Linked DNA regions of Mus musculus: region 2 is linked to region 1. The links are chromatin contacts, called in public HiChIP or PLAC-seq maps. All regions are on one chromosome and are shown on one strand. Each heading gives the region's core, a stretch centred on a gene start, on an enhancer-like site or on the middle of the called end of the contact. The rest is flanking DNA. Distances are from core to core; before and after follow the strand shown.

Evidence for each region. HiChIP or PLAC-seq counts read pairs in DNA pulled down with a chosen protein or histone mark.
Region 2: a contact with region 1 is called in an H3K27ac HiChIP or PLAC-seq map of embryonic stem cells, with 7 read pairs. The contact joins the promoter of Bst1 here to the enhancer-like site in region 1. A contact is called at or near these places in 5 of 39 promoter capture datasets (the 3T3-L1 cell line, 3T3-L1-derived adipocytes, the C10 cell line and 2 more), 2 of 15 datasets of contacts at CTCF or cohesin (large pre-B cells and pro-B cells), 8 of 484 Hi-C or Micro-C datasets (the BV-2 cell line, ECoMG-derived neutrophils, the Patski cell line and 4 more), 5 of 115 datasets of contacts at active chromatin or transcription factors (CD8 T cells, double positive thymocytes, embryonic stem cells and 1 more) and 3 of 9 other capture datasets (adipose tissue, liver and pancreatic islet).

The regions. Positions count from the first base shown.
Region 1 is chr5:43,743,729-43,747,239 of GRCm38.p6, forward strand. Fbxl5 (F-box and leucine-rich repeat protein 5) reads right to left here. Exons shown (of 11, transcript NM_001159963.1): 11 at 890-1,647. The coding sequence ends at 1,571. Among named protein-coding and RNA genes, the nearest start is that of Fbxl5, 37 kb to the right of the region's middle. Within about 2 kb of position 1,648, at least 2 of the 459 cell types and tissues checked have an H3K27ac peak or open chromatin away from gene starts, as enhancers often do.
Region 2 is chr5:43,817,017-43,820,527 of GRCm38.p6, forward strand. Bst1 (bone marrow stromal cell antigen 1) reads left to right here and starts at 1,877. Exons shown (of 9, transcript NM_009763.3): 1 at 1,877-2,077; 2 at 3,462-3,511. The coding sequence starts at 1,911.

The sequences.
Region 1 (3,511 bases), core at 398-2,897:
TATCTTGATGACCCAAGACCACTGTTAACAGTGTAATTTCAAGTTGATAATGGGAAAGTGAAGTAGACATTTACATGAGACTCATTCCTGGGTAATTTCCAGTTTGTTCTCTAAAATGGTACATGCTACCAACTTTACAAAAAAAAAAAAAGGTTGATTATATACTGTGAGAGATAAAAACACAGTAACTACAGTAGATCTTACAAAAGGTTGAAACTTTTGACTTGACTTTATACTCGATTTCTTTCCAGTCTCACGGAGAATGAGATACTGTTTTTCTACCTGTTCGTACTTACTAGAGGAAGTTAATTTTAGTGTCCAAAAAGACTTGATGACTTCATCACAGAGGTAACAAATGCAAAATCTTAAAATTACCTGCTTTCACATATGCTCAGCCTTATGCCAAAATTTTCGGGTTCAATTTTGTTTTCAAATGATAACAGTAATTCACTCCTCAAACAGAAAATACCTGACAGCACGGTACTACTTCAAAGAGAATGCCAGTAGATACACCAGAGTGTTTAATTCCTGTCAGGTGAAGTACAAAATGCTCCAGAATTCCTCCATGTTCCCATTAGATAATTCCTGCTTTACCTTCAGACACTGAGCAGGCCCACTAGCCTGAGAGGCAGAAGCACTTAAAGCCACAAAGAAGCTGACTCAGGGTTACTTCCTCCTCCCACAGCTTTGAAGGAGAGGAGATAGGGGGCACTATTTTCTCCACATGATAAATATTATAATTAACTTTAAAAGAAAATTTAACTCAGTAATATTTAGTATCTAAAACTGTTAAATGTGTCAGGATCATAATTTCATGGATACCCAAAACACAAAAACATTTGGTAAACTTAGATTGAGATTTAAATAAAATCACAACACAAAAGATATTGCTTGGTAAAGTTCTCAAAGTAGATTTTATTTATACATTTCTTCAAACAATTGTGGAATTTTTAAAAATCCTTCTAGAATTCAACAGTTTAGGGACAGCAGTGGAAGCTGGTGTCTACAGCAAACAACAGACTGCTGCACCAAGAGACCAATTTATCCTATAATCTTAAAGAATCTCGCTTCTAAGTGTGTTTGAATTGGCCCCTCAGAATTGTTCAAATAAAGAAAACGTTAGGGGAAAAGAGATTCCTTTCTAAAATGTTCAGTCTTTGAAAATAAAACTTCAGAAATGTGGATTTGAAAGAATCTGCAAAACTTGGTACAGTGTTTACACATAAGAGAACCAATAACCCCCATTGACTAAAATGCAAATAATCTAGAAAAACTTTAAATAGCATGGTATTAGTGATATTTTTTAAAGCATTTCATTGAAAAGAAACCAGAAAGACTGTTCTCACCCTAACAAAAAATCCTAAACCTTTTCTAAAACAAAAATATATTTTGCAAGGGTAAACAACATTGTACAGTTCACTGCTAAATTAAATTTCTGAGACTGTAAGAAATGGGGCCAAACAAGACACACCCAAAATGGGTTGTTAACACAAGAAATGTGCTATAAGTAAAGTGCATGAAAGGAAGCCTGCTCAGCTAAATGAAGTAGACAAAGGTCAGAAGTCAGGGGTCATTCGCCAGAGCGGCAGCAGGCTCGAAAACCACACTGCAAATTCTGGCATCCACTGGCGGTGTCAGCATGAGGACCTGTATGAAAGCAAACAACACGTGAGGGGAGGAACTTCTTGGAGATCATGCACAAACAGTTCTGCCTATGACTCTGTTTTTAACTTGCACTTCATTGACATCACACAAGTAAAATCTTACAGCACATGCATTAAAAATTCAGACACAAATTGCCAATGGCTGTCTGATTCCACTGAAAATATCCTCCATGGAACAGGAAACATAACAAAATTTCCCAAGAATCTTAAAACCCAAGGAAAAAAGGAGACAATCCACAGAAACAAGACTTCTTTGAGCATTCTTCCTAGAAACATGATTAAGACAAAAAATAAAACCTATCTGAACTGTGTCAGCTAAAGAATACAGCAATGAACAATTAGAATAAATGTCATATTCAAAGTTTAAAACAATGTACTATACAGACACATCCTCAATGAATGTTCCATACTCTGATCATTTGTAGACCTCTGAATAAAAACAAAAGATAGCTTTAGATGAAAATTTGTCCCAAAACTGAATGCAAACAAGTGTTTAATTAAACATCTAAAACATAAAACTGTGATTCACTTACAATAATAAACCACTTATGGAATAATTGGAATTTTACAGCTGTACTATATTACCCAGATACTAGATAAAAGGTCTAGGTTTATTCAGGAACATAACTACAAATTAGAAAAGTAACAAAAATGTCACAAAGTTGGAGAATGTTCTGAGTAGAATGACTTTCCTAAGGAGACACAAGCCTACAGGGCTGTTTCTAGCGTTTCGAAGACTCAATGTAGCTGGTGCACTGAACTAATAAGGAGCAGCTCTTTACACTTCCACCAGGAAACCAGAGCCTGCAAGTGTGATTGATACACAAGAACAAAACAAAATGAGAAGACATGGAGCAGGCATCACTACAGAACGTATCTAATGGACTTAACCTCTCACTGCCCTTCAGTGCTTCCCAGCTTAACTGAGAACCCATTTGCATCCTACTGCTTTATAGGAGCTGCAGTATGTTGCAGAAGGTGACTATGCTAACACCCAGAGTCAGTAATTAGGATACTTGCAACTAAAATTTAGACTACATGTATCACCACAAGTACAACATTTCCTTTTATCCCAAGAGAGCATATATGCAAAAAAAAAAAAAAGAATTTCTTAAGATACAGTCACTGAAATATAATGTTCATATATTTCAGTATATAAATGACAAATTATCTTTAAGAAAAACATTGGATTTTGTTTATGTGTAGAATTGCAATTGATTGTGAAGACTGACATGTCTGGGATTAGCTTCAAATAAGGGCTATGGGCACGACATACAAGACATGAAATAAAAGACTGAGCTCAGACTTCAGGTTGCTGACACAGATAATACATGGTTGTAGGTTTTAAAAGTACCCAATACAACTGGAGTACTACAGGCCAATTTTTATTTAATAAAAAAAATCAAAATCTTCCATTTTAAATTGTTATATGCCAAATATTTAAAATTTATAATGCCATATAAAGCAGCATTTTCTGGATAAAATAGGACATAAAGCTAAAATTTAAAAGATTTATCTTTGTAGTTGTTAGAAATACCTTGGTACAGAATCCTAAACTTCAACATTCTTCTCCCACTGTCAGTCTTTAGCCAAGTTTTCCTTGTACATATTTCCAGCTTCCCTACACACCAATCCTCACCCATCCCTTGCTAATAAGCTTGGCTCCACCCATCACATATTACTGCTTCAACATCAAATACCTGATACCTTTCTGTAATACCCAAGCACTGCCTCACATCATCTCTACCCACCTCTTGAACCTTAATCTAATTAATGCTAAATGTACCTATCATTTATCAGTATATAATTCTATTCTGAGCAACTACTGAAAACATGAAAAATTTGAA
Region 2 (3,511 bases), core at 627-3,126, 74 kb after region 1:
AAGGAGTCCTGAGTGTCTTACACAGATGGTGAAGGAATTGTCCCAGCTTATTTGATTCTGGTGTGGACAATTTCTAGTGATGAGTCAGCAGAGAAGCTGAAAATGAAACTTAGGAATAACACAGTAGCTCTTCTAATCTGTAGTATTGCAGAACCATTAGAAATGTTGCTTATTATTCAGTTATAACCCAGGATAGATTTTGCAATCCAGCATGATAAAAAATACCCATGAGGGGAGCCACACAACACTATTAAAGTTTATGTAAAATGTGTGTGTGGAGAAGATTTTATGGAAGATATTTTTGCTTTTTAAATTTAACCTCACATCTGAGTCTTTATATAATTTTAAAGAATTAGAAAAGCATATATATGGTCAATATCAAATAAGCTGGAAAGTTACAAATGATCACAAGAGATGGAGCAGCAAGTTCCACTGAGAACACAGAGGTGAGCTAACACTACGCTAGAAATGGCTAGCAACACACTTGCAGTTTCTGTGTCATCTGCTGAGTTGCTTTCCCGTCCAGAGAAATTCCACAGGTTGTCACAGAAGTATAGAAAGCGCAGTGAAAAGTTTCCCTTTGACAAGGAAGCCCACTGAGTAGCTGATCTCTTGAAACATTTGATTCAGATATTGGAATTACTCATACTGACCTGCTCTAGCACAACACAGTATGTTGGGTTTTCCCAAAAGAAAGTAGTTGGCGGGGCTTAGGAATTCAGGAAAGAAATTCACATTTTCCTCACAGGAAAAAAAAATCTCACTTAGGAAATTGTTTTTGAAAATGATCTTTGTGTAACAATCTTGGCATATTATAGTGATTGGTTTTTTGGGGGTTTTGGGGACTTTTGGGGTTGCTGTTTATTTACTTTTTTTGGCAATTTCTTTTTTAAAGAAAGATTTTTTTATTTACATTTCAAATATTATCCCCTTTCCTGGTTTCCCCTCTGAAAATTCCCTCTCCCCTCTCCCCTCCCCCTGCTCCCTAACCCTCTCACTCCCATTCCTGGTCCTGATATTCCCTTATACTGGGGCATAGAGCCTTCACTACCATGCAAGGCAATCATCACAGAACTCCAGAATATGAGTGTAAACATCTCTAATGGGTATTTTGGCTTCATTGGAGTTATCCTTTGGTCTTCAAAAATTCACATCCATCCTACATGATAAATTCCTTTACCTAACCTACCGTCCCCTACAATTATGAACTTATTTTAGTATCAATTCAAGTCCCCAAATCTCACATCTAAACTGCCTAAATTACAAAGGAGTGTAGCTCTGACCGTACTGTATTCTCAGACAAAGTTATCTGTGAGCACTTGGAAAACTAGAAAACAAGCCCTGTGCTCCAGAATCCATGGGGCAGGTGTAAGTGATGCCTGTGGACGATGTCCCTCACAAAGGAAGAAAAGGAAAGACAAAACAGGCACCAGTCAGTCACATCCAGAGTCCACCCAGACAAACTCCCTAAGAGTCAACTTAGGAATGGCATGTGATTCTTGTCTGTGCCCTTGTGCCTTCGGCTTTTCTCAAAGCCATCAATTTTCACTAAGGGTAGCACATGTCTCTCCTGGAAAGACTGTGTGAACCAGGACAGAATTTAAGTTTGCTTAGGGCTCACATGGTAACAGATTTCTATAGAGGTGTGTGTGTGTGTGTGTGTGTGTGTGTGCGCGCGCGCGCTTCAAATTCCCATTCCCTTTGGGGTCCCTCCACGAGGCGTCTTTTGCCAGGCAATGCCCTAAGTTTAATTTCTGTCGTAATGGAAGAGGAAAGAGGATGGGAGGTGGGCTGGCTTGGCATCTGGATGAGTCCTGCCAAAGCTCAGCTAAGGGGAACCGCCTCCTCAGTGGAAGAGGAACTGGGAGGAGTCCAAGAGGCCACGGGCTAGAGGAATCAAAGTCTTCTTGATGGCTGTCCAGGGAGGCCTGTTGTCTCTGTGGCTGTGGCTATGGCTGTCCTTGCTGACAGTGCTTCTGGGGGCAAGAGCGCGGTGGACAGGGGAGGGTACCACTCCTCACCTCCAGAGCATCTTCCTGGGCCGCTGCGCAGAGTACACCACGCTGCTGAGCCTGGGGTAAGTGCTAAGCCAGACAGTGAAAAGGCAGAAGGGTGGGGTGAGGTGAGGGCTTTGGAAAGTCAGGTGGAGGGACTAGCGGGACTCCATGCAGGTGATGTGTATGTAGGTGATTCTTAGGGACAAGATCCCCTGTGCAGGGGATTTCCAGACCCGGGAGGAAACTGCTAAGGCTGCCCCTGTGGGTGTAGAGGTGAGGAGAAAGCTGTAATGCGACACCAGTCTAGAGGTGAATTTGAGTGAAAGAGCCTTGCCTACTATCAACAACTGCCAGTTTGGGTATTTTGAGCACCACTTGGGAATTAGCTCCCCTTGTCCCATCTAGAGGATTCTGGTTCCCCCTACCTTGTGCACACTGTGTTTCCTATTGAAATAATTTCCTTCTCTGGATCTGCTTTTTTGTGTTGTTACACCACTCTTTCTCATGCCAGTTGTTTTTAATTGGGATGCAGCTCAATAAAATAAAATGAGAGAATAACATAAGAAGTCAGGTTGGTCATTGTCACCAAAGGTAGGACAACATGACCATTGCTATAGAACGTGATTTTGAAAGGCGTCCTGGACCTCAGGAGTGAAAACTGGCCCCAGAAGCCACTCTGACTCAGTAGAGGAAACTGCTCCCAACACTTGGCATCCACTCCTATCTTCCCAAGTCTTGCCTCCTGACTTGACCTCAGTGGGCCCAGAGACTCGCCCTCTAATGAACCTGAACAAGGAGCTCCACTCTTGTGTCTTAATGAATAGGCGAAAGCCAGAGGTGTGGTTCAGTGCTAGAACAGTTGACTACATGATACATGTGCAGTACCTCCACCACAGACAGAGGGGGGGGAAGGGGGAGGGGAGGGGAAGGGGGAGGGGGAGGGAGAGGGGGACGGAGAGGGAGGGGGGAGGGAGAGGGAGAAGGAGAGTTCTGAAAACCAGAAGTTTCCTGGTTTATTGACATTGAAATTGTCACTTTCTAGCATCACTTTTATCTGTGGCCTTGTCTGCTTCTGTCATAAGTCTGGAGGTGGGGATGGGGTAGGGGACTGCTTTCCTTAAACTGGAGAACTCTGTTTTGTTGTGTGCACAGAATGTGTGTGTGTGTGTGTGTGTGTGTGTGTGTGTGTGTGTGTGTATGTGTGTGTGTTGTGCCTGTGCCCACAGAGAGGAAGACAGCCTACTCTATCATTTTCTGTCTTAGTCTGGAAGCTAGAGTTAGGCTAGTGGCCAGCAAGTCCCAGTCATCTTCCTGTTTCCACCTAATACAATGCTGGGGTTAGAGGCACCGGCAGCCATATGGGCAGGGTTGGTGGGTGATGAACTCAGGTCCTCTTGCCTATGGCACAAGCGGCCTTACCCTCCGAACTGCGTCTCCAGTTCTGACCGGCACTTTTTTGTACAGGAACAAAAACTGCACAGCCATCTGGGAGGCCTTCAAGGGGGTGCTGGACA